Regions from separate parts of the Hordeum vulgare genome. Here region 2 is linked to region 1. A link is a contact called in public Hi-C data. All regions are on one chromosome and are shown on one strand. Each heading gives the region's core, a stretch centred on a gene start, on an enhancer-like site or on the middle of the called end of the contact. The rest is flanking DNA. Distances are from core to core; before and after follow the strand shown. Region 1 holds the start of LOC123427603 (protein NARROW LEAF 1). Region 2 has its middle 130 kb from the start of LOC123433787.

Region 1 (5,114 bases), core at 1,003-3,502:
TGCCGTACTTCACACACATATGTATTTTTTAACCGTTTGTGTTATCTTGGCTAATCGCAAATAGTTCATGAGGACCAACTATATGGCACGCATCCCACATTCAAGTCTCTTCTAAATCGTACCCGATGGACTAACCATCGCACAGAGTTCATTTTATTGGCGATGGAGCTAGAACTATACCGTCTGTGATTGATGGATCGCACACAGTTGGTCGAAGGGTCTCAAATGCATGTGTCGTCTTAGGACCTTCCTGTAGTAGTGATGTGGTGGTTGGGCTAGAAAGCCCTTTGAAATTGACACAAGGAGGTGGAGTTCTCTCTCAAAAGAAATGATGGCAGCGAAGTTTTCTTCTAGTTGAACTGGTGGTATAGGTGGGGGATAAATAGACCTGAATAGAAATTTAATCGTTACTCACCATTTTTCACATCTTGGAGGCTCCAACCGGTTTTGCTTGGTGGCTGTGAAGTGAACAAAGGTAACAACTTTCATATGCATCGCTAGTTCCGCATGGAAGTTAATTGATGGCTGTGAAGTGGGTACCTCATTAATTGCACACTCTTTGTTAGCGCTTCGAAAGTTTCAACTGGAATGGCTCGAAATTTCCGATGTGACAACGTAAGGTTTACAAGGTTGATTCGGTGGCTCGAAATGGGATGTTGGAGGCTCCGATTGAACCAAGGTTTAAAACAACAACTACATCTGGATGGTTTGATGGTTCCAAATGGAAGTGCTTTGGCAACACCGAGATGCATGTAGTTAGAAAGATATAGTGGAAAACTTGAAGGAGATTGATCTCTAAACACATCGAGCAAAAGTCTTATTGTCACATCCTCGTCCCATTTTGATAGATTGCATGCATATGTACTCAATGTGATATTTTAGGATCATTAAAATGAAAATGAAAAATCCTTTGTCTTGTCCAACACTTGTCTTTAAGCATTTTTAGGGGTCACCTTCCATTCCAATATTGTTCCTGAAAAAACTTTTCATGAAATATATTTGAAGTACCATCAGTTCTTTGAGATATCTTGACATGGATTACCAAAATTCACCTTGGCGATTAGATGCACTTTCACCCTTTCATTAGAACATGCATATAGTTGGGGGTGTTTAATGTTTATCATTGCTATCAATTCTTCTATAGTGACATGACAATTTGTCTGTGACATTTTCTTTATTTTTCTTTGACGAAGCTAGAGAATAGAATATAGGGATTTTTCATGAACCAGACACCATAAATATGCTACCATGCCATAAAGCGAAAATGACCAAGCCACTTGTTACTATCCCTTTTGTCTTGACCCACATAAATGTTACTATTTCTAGCCCACATAAATAGCAATTGTGACATGCTTATAAAAAATAGCACATGATTAATAAAAGGAGTTTTCCTACACTTATGATGCAACGGTCGTTTGGGAACCTATATTGTCAAATACTCCCTCCATTCAGAAATAAAATCATGTTCTATTTTTTTATTAGATACATATACACGCTTTAGTGTGCTTGTTTACGCATTTCAATTTGCATGCAGTTCATATTAAAATATTCAAAACATCTTACAATTGTGAACACATGAAGTAACATTTAACCGAATATTCAGGCTACCGAATTGTTCTTAACCATCCAATCCAACTATAACATAGAGCTATAGCCACTCGGCAAAATAACATATTTACTATGAAAATTTTGAATTGAGACATGACCCTTTTAAGATCCGAGTCAAATTTGAATAGTTGCATATCGAGTTCAATATTCTTTAGGCCCGGCTCTTCCACAGACGGCTTATGAAATAAGCTATAAGAAGGGGGCTGGTTATCTTAGAAGCAAAAAATGAACGAGTTTTAGGCTGATACTCGCGTCTAAATCTTGCTATATATCCAGAATACATGTTAGAATAAAAAAACATGTTCACAGTCTGACTCTTCACTACAGGTCAACTCCATAAGTTTTCTGTTTCCCTATCATTTTCATATTGTCACTGTCGATAATATACGATGACATGACCAAAAGTGCACCTTGTTCAAAGGAGGGATGAAGCCCCCAACCCCCCACGGCCGAATCTAGCGGAGGAGAGAGGGCCACGTCTCCTCGCCCCCTCCACCTGCGATCGGGGCCGTCCGTTGGACCGCGCGACACGGGTGACTATGCGGCCACAGGTCGGGGCTCGACACAGGCATCGACACATCACACGGCGCCACAGTGAAGTCGTTGTTCACCCCAATCTGTGACCACCACGCCATGATCACCACCACCGCCTAGCTGCTGATCGAGCTCCCCCCCTAGATTCCCAGGAGAGCGCCTCCTCCCCATTCCCCCTCTCTCTCTAGCCTCTTCTTGTGGTGCTTGTGCGGCGCACGCATGCCGCTGCTGCCGCGCACACGGCCCGAACAGTGAGAGGGGGGGCTGGGCAGGGAGAGGGAGGGACGCCGCCTGCGACTGCAAAGCTGGCATCTTCTGCCCCCCCGGCCTCGCCCCTAATAACAGTGGAGATTCCCGCCTCCACGCCCCCAATTATGGATACCCGCGCGGGGAGAAGGAGATAGGAGGAGGCAGGAGGAGTAGTCGCGACGCGCGAGGCTGTGGCCATTGCTCCGGCTCCAGGTGAGCGGCTCCGCCCCCTCCCTCCCCTGCCCGAGGTCCTACCGGATGGCCGGATCTTACTCCGGCCCCTGGGGCGGCAGGATCTTGACGCCGCCTTCCTCGATTTGCCGGCTTTCTTTTTCGGTCCCTCGCATCCCTTTTTCCCTCCCGCCCCGTGGTTCCCGTTCGCAGGCCGGGCTGCTCGTCGTCCCTCTTTGGTGGTTGAGTTGCCAATCTGGTATGCCAGGTTGTTGCTCCCTGCCAGTGCCATGGGAGTTCCGTGATGCCTGCACAGTAACAGCTTCAGGCGTTCTCTTCTTATTTCCTTCCGCCTTCCTTGTTGGCCTCGCTTCCGGGGCCAAATGCCACGGAAAGCTTAGCAGCTCGGCCTCCAAGAATCTTCGCCACGGGAGCAGGGAGCTCCATTGCCGCTCTGCAACCGGCATCAATCCAAGCTCGCGTGCCTTCAGCTGCAGGCTCTCTTCTGCGGCCAGATAAAAGTTGCATTGCTCCAGCAAAACCGATTTCAGGCCTGCTATTGGATGTAACACAAGGGGAGAGTGCTTGCCGTTTGTTCCCCCCGATTTCTTGTCGGCGGGTTGTTTCTTCTTTTGATTATGCCTTTTCTCTTTCAGCAAAGTGCACGATGCCTTTGCCAAACTTCACCCGCGGTGCCGCCTGCTTAATTTGCGCGTAGGCCCTACCCTTTTCGCGTCGATATTTTTGTTATCATCACAAGTACTCCGTGTGGTAGTTGTCATGTGGATTTATGCCAATTCCCTGTGTTTAAAGGCAGAATTTGTGCCATGCCTTTCGCCGAACAAACGGATGGAGACTTCCTCCACCCTCTGGCTTTTGCAGATTCCACTCTCCTGTGATATTCTCTGCTTGGTTCTACGGCGGATGCGCAACAAGAATATACATATACAATGGGTCATATTCGTCGTACAGAGGATTCCTCTTATGATATTATCTGCTTTTGTTTGCGTGGTTGCAATCCTGCAAGAACCTATTCCCCGAGAATATCAGGCTACTCCACCAGCACTTGTTTATTTATTTTCTTGTGTATAATAGCTTGGATGCTAGCTAGCCTCACACTCATACATTGCTTAATTTCACCATACATTTCCCAGTCTGATGTAGGTCTATTAGGGTGCAAACACATTTGGTAGATTGCTGAGTGCTAACTTTCCAGTGTCTCCTCTCCTGACATTTTTGCCTTGGGGCAAGATTATGTTCTCAGACTTGTTTGCTCTAATTTTTAGGGCCATAGCTTCTCCTGTCCACTACGCCTGTCAACTGTTCGGCACGATGAAGCCTTCAGATGACAGGATGCAGCTCTCAGGTTTGACGCGGTCGGAAGAGTCGTCTCTTGATGTGGAGGGGCATTGCTCTCACCATGAGGCATTTCCTTGTTCTCCGTCGATGCAACCGGTTGCTTCTGGGTGCGTGCACACAGAAAACAGCGCGGCATACTTCTTATGGCCGACTTCAAACCTGCAGCATTGTGCGGCGGAGGGACGGGCAAACTACTTTGGGAACCTCCAGAAAGGATTACTGCCGGTACTCCCTGGAAAGCTGCCCAAGGGTCAGCAAGCAAATAGCTTGCTTGATTTGATGACCATAAGAGCTTTCCACAGCAAGATATTGCGGCGTTTCAGCCTTGGGACGGCAGTGGGCTTCCGCATAACAAAAGGGGTTCTCACAGAAACCCCTGCCATTCTTGTCTTCGTTGCTCGAAAGGTTCACAAGAAATGGCTTAATCCGAACCAATGCCTTCCTGCAATTCTTGCGGTATGAGAACCTCATTTTATCTCTTGTCTTATATTATTGGACAGGCTTGTTTTCAGACTTGGAGTCGTTTTTGTCTTTGACTAATATCTTTCACTTGGCTGGATGTTTACAGGGTCCAGGAGGTGTTTGGTGTGATGTTGATGTCGTAGAATTTTCATACTATGGTGCGCCGGCTCAAACACCTAAAGAACAGACGTTTAGTGAGCTTGTTAATAAGCTGTGTGGCAGTGACGAATATATTGGTTCAGGCTCTCAGGTTTATACATCTATGCTCTTATCTGTATTGGTTTGCATTACCTAGATATCATCTTCTTGAAGCAGTGAATGCTGCCATGTGTACAAATTGGATTGGGCACAAACATGCACTACTAGTTATTTTCTCTGTCTTGCCAGTGGGCTGTTCAAATTTTGTGAAGATTCTTTGGACAAAGTGAATAAAATTGCAGTGCCCATAAGGTTATGACAATGGCTGATAGGTACTATGTCAGTTCACACTGTTATGCATAACAATGAGCTACTAGAAGTCCTGCCAGTGCTAACTTTGTTCTTGTTTAGTTTAAATAAATCTTTGTTCGTTTTTCTTGCGGTCGTCTCTAGAGTGCCAACTGGATGTAACTTAAGTTAATCCCATTGTGAACTGATCAGCAATCAGAAGTAACTTTCTTAACGGCAGTCTCTAGAGTGTCATGTCATTTAATGACTAAGTACTTGAATGGTCTAAGTTATCATATGCAGCT
Region 2 (5,114 bases), core at 655-3,154, 150 kb before region 1:
ATTATGATGTAGATTATTAAAGCTAGATAAACAGATTATTAAAAACTCATAATCTACTCCACACAAGCTAATATCAGATTATGGATTGCTAATGACCCATTACTCTTGTAAAGTTGAAGATAATTACATTCCTCCTCTTTAAAAAAAACAGAAGACGGACAAGTCATTGTGCAATGTAAAACATGGATTACAATTCATATAATTTGGCCTCCAAACATGTCCACCTAGATTATTTTTATAAACCAGATTATATAATCTATCTTCATAATCCAGATTATCATAATCTATTATGGTTTCAAACAAAGCCTAAATATAAAAAATTTAGAGGTTCCATTAGGGACTATATACGATGTATATAGTCATACTTTAGAGTATAGATTCATTAAATTTTACTTCATATGTCTCTAGTGAAATTTCCAAAAAGACACATATTTAAGAACTGAGGGAGTACAATATAAAGTATGTGCTACCGAAAGTTGCATTCTTCTACGGATTAATAAAAAAATATTATTGGGTTATTTGAAATGGCTTTTCACCGACATAACTTTTATAATATATAGTTTATATTTTATTAGTTAAATTTATATGTAAAATTTTAGCACAAAATAAGAGGGGACAAAATCTAGTAAACAAAGGTGAGAAGAGCAACGTCATGGAGAGTGACGTTTTCGTGGGTGGGGACATTGAAGAACTTTGTTTCAAATGATTCAAAAAAATCTCCAGAAACTTATACATATTTGTATCGGATCTGTAGAATGTCATTCAAAAATATTATGATTTGCAAGCTGCACGGAAAACAAAAATCCTACCCAACAACGAAAAAATGGCCCATTTTTCATGTACATGTTTTTGTTTGTGTAGGCCACATATGAAAGTATATTATTAAGAAAAATATCTGGATTCGTTATATATGCATTTTTGTATGTATAAAAAACCCTTTTTTGTGATGCAGAAAACATGCCTTTTTAAGTCCTCATCGGGCTCGTCCTTCGTTTGCAATTTATTTTTTCACACTAGTCAGTTTTGCCATTAAAAGTTACAACTGCTCAAAACTGCCGCTTCGTTAGACGCATGCACACAAATGTCACGGGACACCATTATTGTTAGCTTAAACCTTATTTGTCATGTTATAATGGCCAAAGTACCTAAAGACCATGTCAGGTCTTTTTCTATCTCACCACAATAAAGGGTGGGTCCCATTTGATCCCAACAACATTCTTATATTTTTAAAAGAAAATTACCCGCTTGCTTACTGCTGACAAGTGGGGTCCATATCTAACATTATGAGATAGAGAAAGCTGACATGTGGGCATAAGAGTATTTTCGTCATATAACATGATTAACGAATTTGGCCTAATAATAATAATGTCGAACGGTATTTTTGAGCAAATATCTAATAGAACGATGGCATTTTTGAGATGTCTAATGACATTTTTGAGCAACCATCTCACGGGCAGTTTTAACCAGTTGTAATTTCTAATAACAAAACTGATAATGAGACGCACTCAGTGGCATAAACAATAAAAACCCTGTTTTGAAAAATCTTCGTTTGCTATTTTCGAACGGCATGTCCATGTGTATCAAAAGACACTTGGAATCTCGCAGGGCATTACTGTGGTACACGCACAATTAGCCCGGTCCCCCACTAGGCGGTGGCTCCGGCACGCCCATACATGCAGCCACCAATATCTCCAAGTACAGTGCACGTACTGGAGCCGGACTAGCGGGTCTCGGGCAGCCAATCCCACTCGCCTATTCCCGATCGGACGCGTGCTGTTCGTCCAACTTGTGGCCCGGGCGTCGGATCCGAGACCGAACGGACGCCAAGTGGACCGAAGGAACGTGGTACTGTTGCGTGATGCCCTTGGGGCCGGTAGGGGTGGGGCTGGGGGTGGCGCCAAATTAAAGGAGGATCAGCTGGTCTGGCCTGGCCATGATGATGGTGATCTGAATTTCTGGGGGATATCACAGTGACAGTGTGGTCAAAGAAGCAAGCACGGAGGGCAAAGGGCAGGGGCCGCTAGCTAGCTGTGGTCTCCCACGCTGCCCCATAACCCTATCCTGTCCTGCCCCGCACCGCCCTCGTCGCTTCTCCCAGACGAGCACGTACACGGCCAGAAAACTTCACCGCTCCGGCGTCGTTCCCTCCCGTTTCTCTCTCTGGTCCTTCCACAGTTCCACTGCACGCTCGCTCGCTCGCTCGGTCGGTTTACTCTTTAATTTCACACGCACGCAGACGCAGACGCAGACGCAGAGCAGCTCTCTCTTCTCGCGGTGGCGGAGCGGCGGGAAACGGGGGGACGTGGGCGTCGCGCAGCCACGGACGCGGGGGCAGCGTCGGGGCGCTTTCCGGCTACAGGAAGCTGTACCACGGCCATCATGGGGCCGGGGCCGGGGCAACCGTGCGCGCGCCACTGGCCCGACTCAGAGACCGGTTGATGAGAAAAGGCTGCGACCGTTTGGCGTGGGGACGTACCAATGGTACCCAGTGGGGGTCAGGTCCGGGGTTGGCCGGTTGCGGTTCAAGTTTTTGGTAGCAGCTACGTCGTCCTTCCCTCGCCGTTTCGGGTGCAGCAAGAGCGGAAGAGGCATCTCTCGGCCACGACATTAATGGTCCTCCCCTCCATGTGTTCATTGTGGGCATCTCTGACCATGTTTATGCCCATTCATGGCGTTTGCGGTGACGTTCATAGTTTTCTTTTTCTAGTTATAAGTAGAAGGAGAAATGCATCGGCTCGTTCTGGTGCTTGTAAACATGTTTACATGACCCATGGATCTAATTGTAATTTTTGCGAAAGTGCCCTTCTCAGCTTGAGCTCCAATGAAAGTAGATGAGCAGTAAACTTTCTTTTTGCAACAAACATGGAGAAAAGTTTCGCATGAGTGTAATTTTTTTAGTGAATGAACATGCGTTCAAACTTCCGTGATTCAGTCACATTCGTGGAGCTGTGAGCAAAAAAAAAAGATCAATGTTCCAAAAATAGTCTTTTCTAGCATCTATTTTGTTTTCTTTGTCGGCACTTCCAGAAATGTGATTTTTTTCACGAATTTTTGCATGCATGTAAAAATATTCTGAATGTTTGTTGCAAATAGAATTCAGATTTAAGTTCATTGGAGTTCATTTGAGCTCGAGCTGAGATAGTTTGCGTCCAAATTCGTGTTATCTTTTATGATCTCTGTATTGCCATGATTAATTATGAATAGCTTGAAGATTTCTTCTTTTAAAATAAGAAAAAGAATCTACGGCATATTTATTTTTTTACGAACTCATCGGTGTATGTAGTCCTACATGATATGGAGTAGGAGGCAGGAGGTCTATGAGACTATGAGTTCTTGAGATAAGGCTGGCGCAATTTTAATTTCATCCAACTGCCTGGCCCTTGATGCCCAAGAATATTTTCTAAAGACTAAAAAAAGTTGGCATGTACAACGCGGACCCTCAAACCTCTAGCATCCCACCAGACCGAGCAGCCCAAACACCACAAGCCATCCAACGAAATTCTACATCCATTCGCGCACAAGTATGAACTTCCGTTTTCCCGCGAATAAGAACAAATCAGGGAGGCTTTGTGGGAGTCTCGACACCAACCACGTAGGACTACGACACCCCCGGCCCACCCCAAACTGAGACGGAGCCCGTGCATGTAGAGTTGCTCGCATTGTTTCGGCGTCAAAATTCCTTTTTCTCAATCCTCCCCTCTTCCATCCCGCCACTCTCCACCACAATTCCCTTCTTTTTTCACCATCGTCGCTGCATGGACACTCGTATGAAAAGCTACCATAAATGATGGTGAAGGATCCGACGATCGCAGCCGCTCGCAAGATCAAGTCGGTAGCACGGCAGGATCGTTGGCTCAAACAGAAGGCAAAGGCGGCGGTCAAGAAGAAAGAGGTTGTCGTAGGTGGTGGTCGTGGCGGGGACATGCATGGGATTGGTGTGGTGCCCAATGGGGCCAGGGACACGGGCGCCGCCATCGTCCATGCATACACCACCTGGCCGGAAGCAATACAAGGTTCCCTACTTCTACGTCGCCCATCACCTCGGTAGGCAGTCCCCGGCATCTAACGTGGGCGTGGATGTTATTGCGTTAACGTCAACGCAACGCTTCTGCTTTTCTTGAAGTCTACATCGCCACAGCTTGTCCGGCGCCGGCGTCGGGGGTGGAGTAACCCGATGCACACACACTGTTCGCTGGTTTGCCTCGAGCGGGCGAGTTGTCATACGATGACATAGACATGCAAATGTTTGAGGTGATCCATGACGGAGGTGTAGGCGGAGACGTATTGTCACGCCCAAGATGCGACCCTATCCTCAATTTGGCACGGGGGCCTCGTCAGGGATAGAGGCGCATCTCGTCGTGTCGCAAGAATGGATATCGTTACAAGTACATGTACTGAAAAGAAGAGTTATATAATAGAATTGGCTTACACTCGCCACAAGCTACATCAGAGTCACGTCAGTACATTACATATTCATCAAGAGTAAGAGCAGGGTCCGACTACGGACGAAAACAAACGAGAAAAATAAGAACGACGTCCATCCTTGCTATCCGAGGCTGCCGGCCTGGAACCCATCCTAGATCGATGATGAAGAAGAAGAAGAAGCAACTCCAAATGAACAATCAACGCGCTCGCGTCAAGTAATCTTTACGTGTACCTGCAACTGGTGTTGTAGTAATATGTGAGCCACAGTGGACTCAGCAATCTCATTTCCAAAGGTAGCAAGACTAGCAAAGCTTAATGGGTGAGGTAAGGTTAAGTGGTGAGGTTGCAGCAGCGGCTAAGCATATATTTGGTGGCTAAACTTACGAGTACAAGAAATAAGAGGGGGAAGATCTACGCATAGCGTACGTGAACTACGGATGATCAAATGAATGATCCTGAACACCTACCTACGTCAGACATAACCCCACCGTGTCCTCGATCGGAGAAGGAACTCACGAAAGAGACAGTCACGGTTACGCACACAGTTGGCATATTTTAATTAAGTTAACTTCAAGTTATCTAGAACCAGTGTTAAACAAAGTTTCCACGTTGCCACATAACCGCGGGCACAGCTTTCCGAAAAGATTTAACCCTGCAGGGGTGCTCCAACTAGTCCATCACAAATTACC

What was found. Hi-C and Micro-C count contacts between places; a contact is called where the count stands out from the background.
Region 2: a contact with region 1 is called in a Hi-C map of seedling, with 2.8 times the contacts expected there. The contact joins the enhancer-like site here to the promoter of LOC123427603 in region 1. A contact is called at or near these places in 1 of 6 Hi-C or Micro-C datasets (seedling) and 1 of 1 datasets of contacts at active chromatin or transcription factors (embryo).

Annotation. Positions count from the first base shown.
Region 1 is chr2H:599,605,898-599,611,011 of MorexV3_pseudomolecules_assembly, reverse strand. LOC123427603 (protein NARROW LEAF 1) reads left to right here and starts at 2,252. Exons shown (of 6, transcript XM_045111682.1): 1 at 2,252-2,604; 2 at 3,849-4,377; 3 at 4,490-4,633. The coding sequence starts at 3,895.
Region 2 is chr2H:599,757,576-599,762,689 of MorexV3_pseudomolecules_assembly, reverse strand. No RefSeq gene overlaps it. Among protein-coding and RNA genes, the nearest start is that of LOC123433787, 130 kb to the left of the region's middle. Within about 2 kb of position 1,904, at least 3 of the 3 cell types and tissues checked have open chromatin away from gene starts, as enhancers often do. A contact at or near this core is called in seedling, where this site is marked.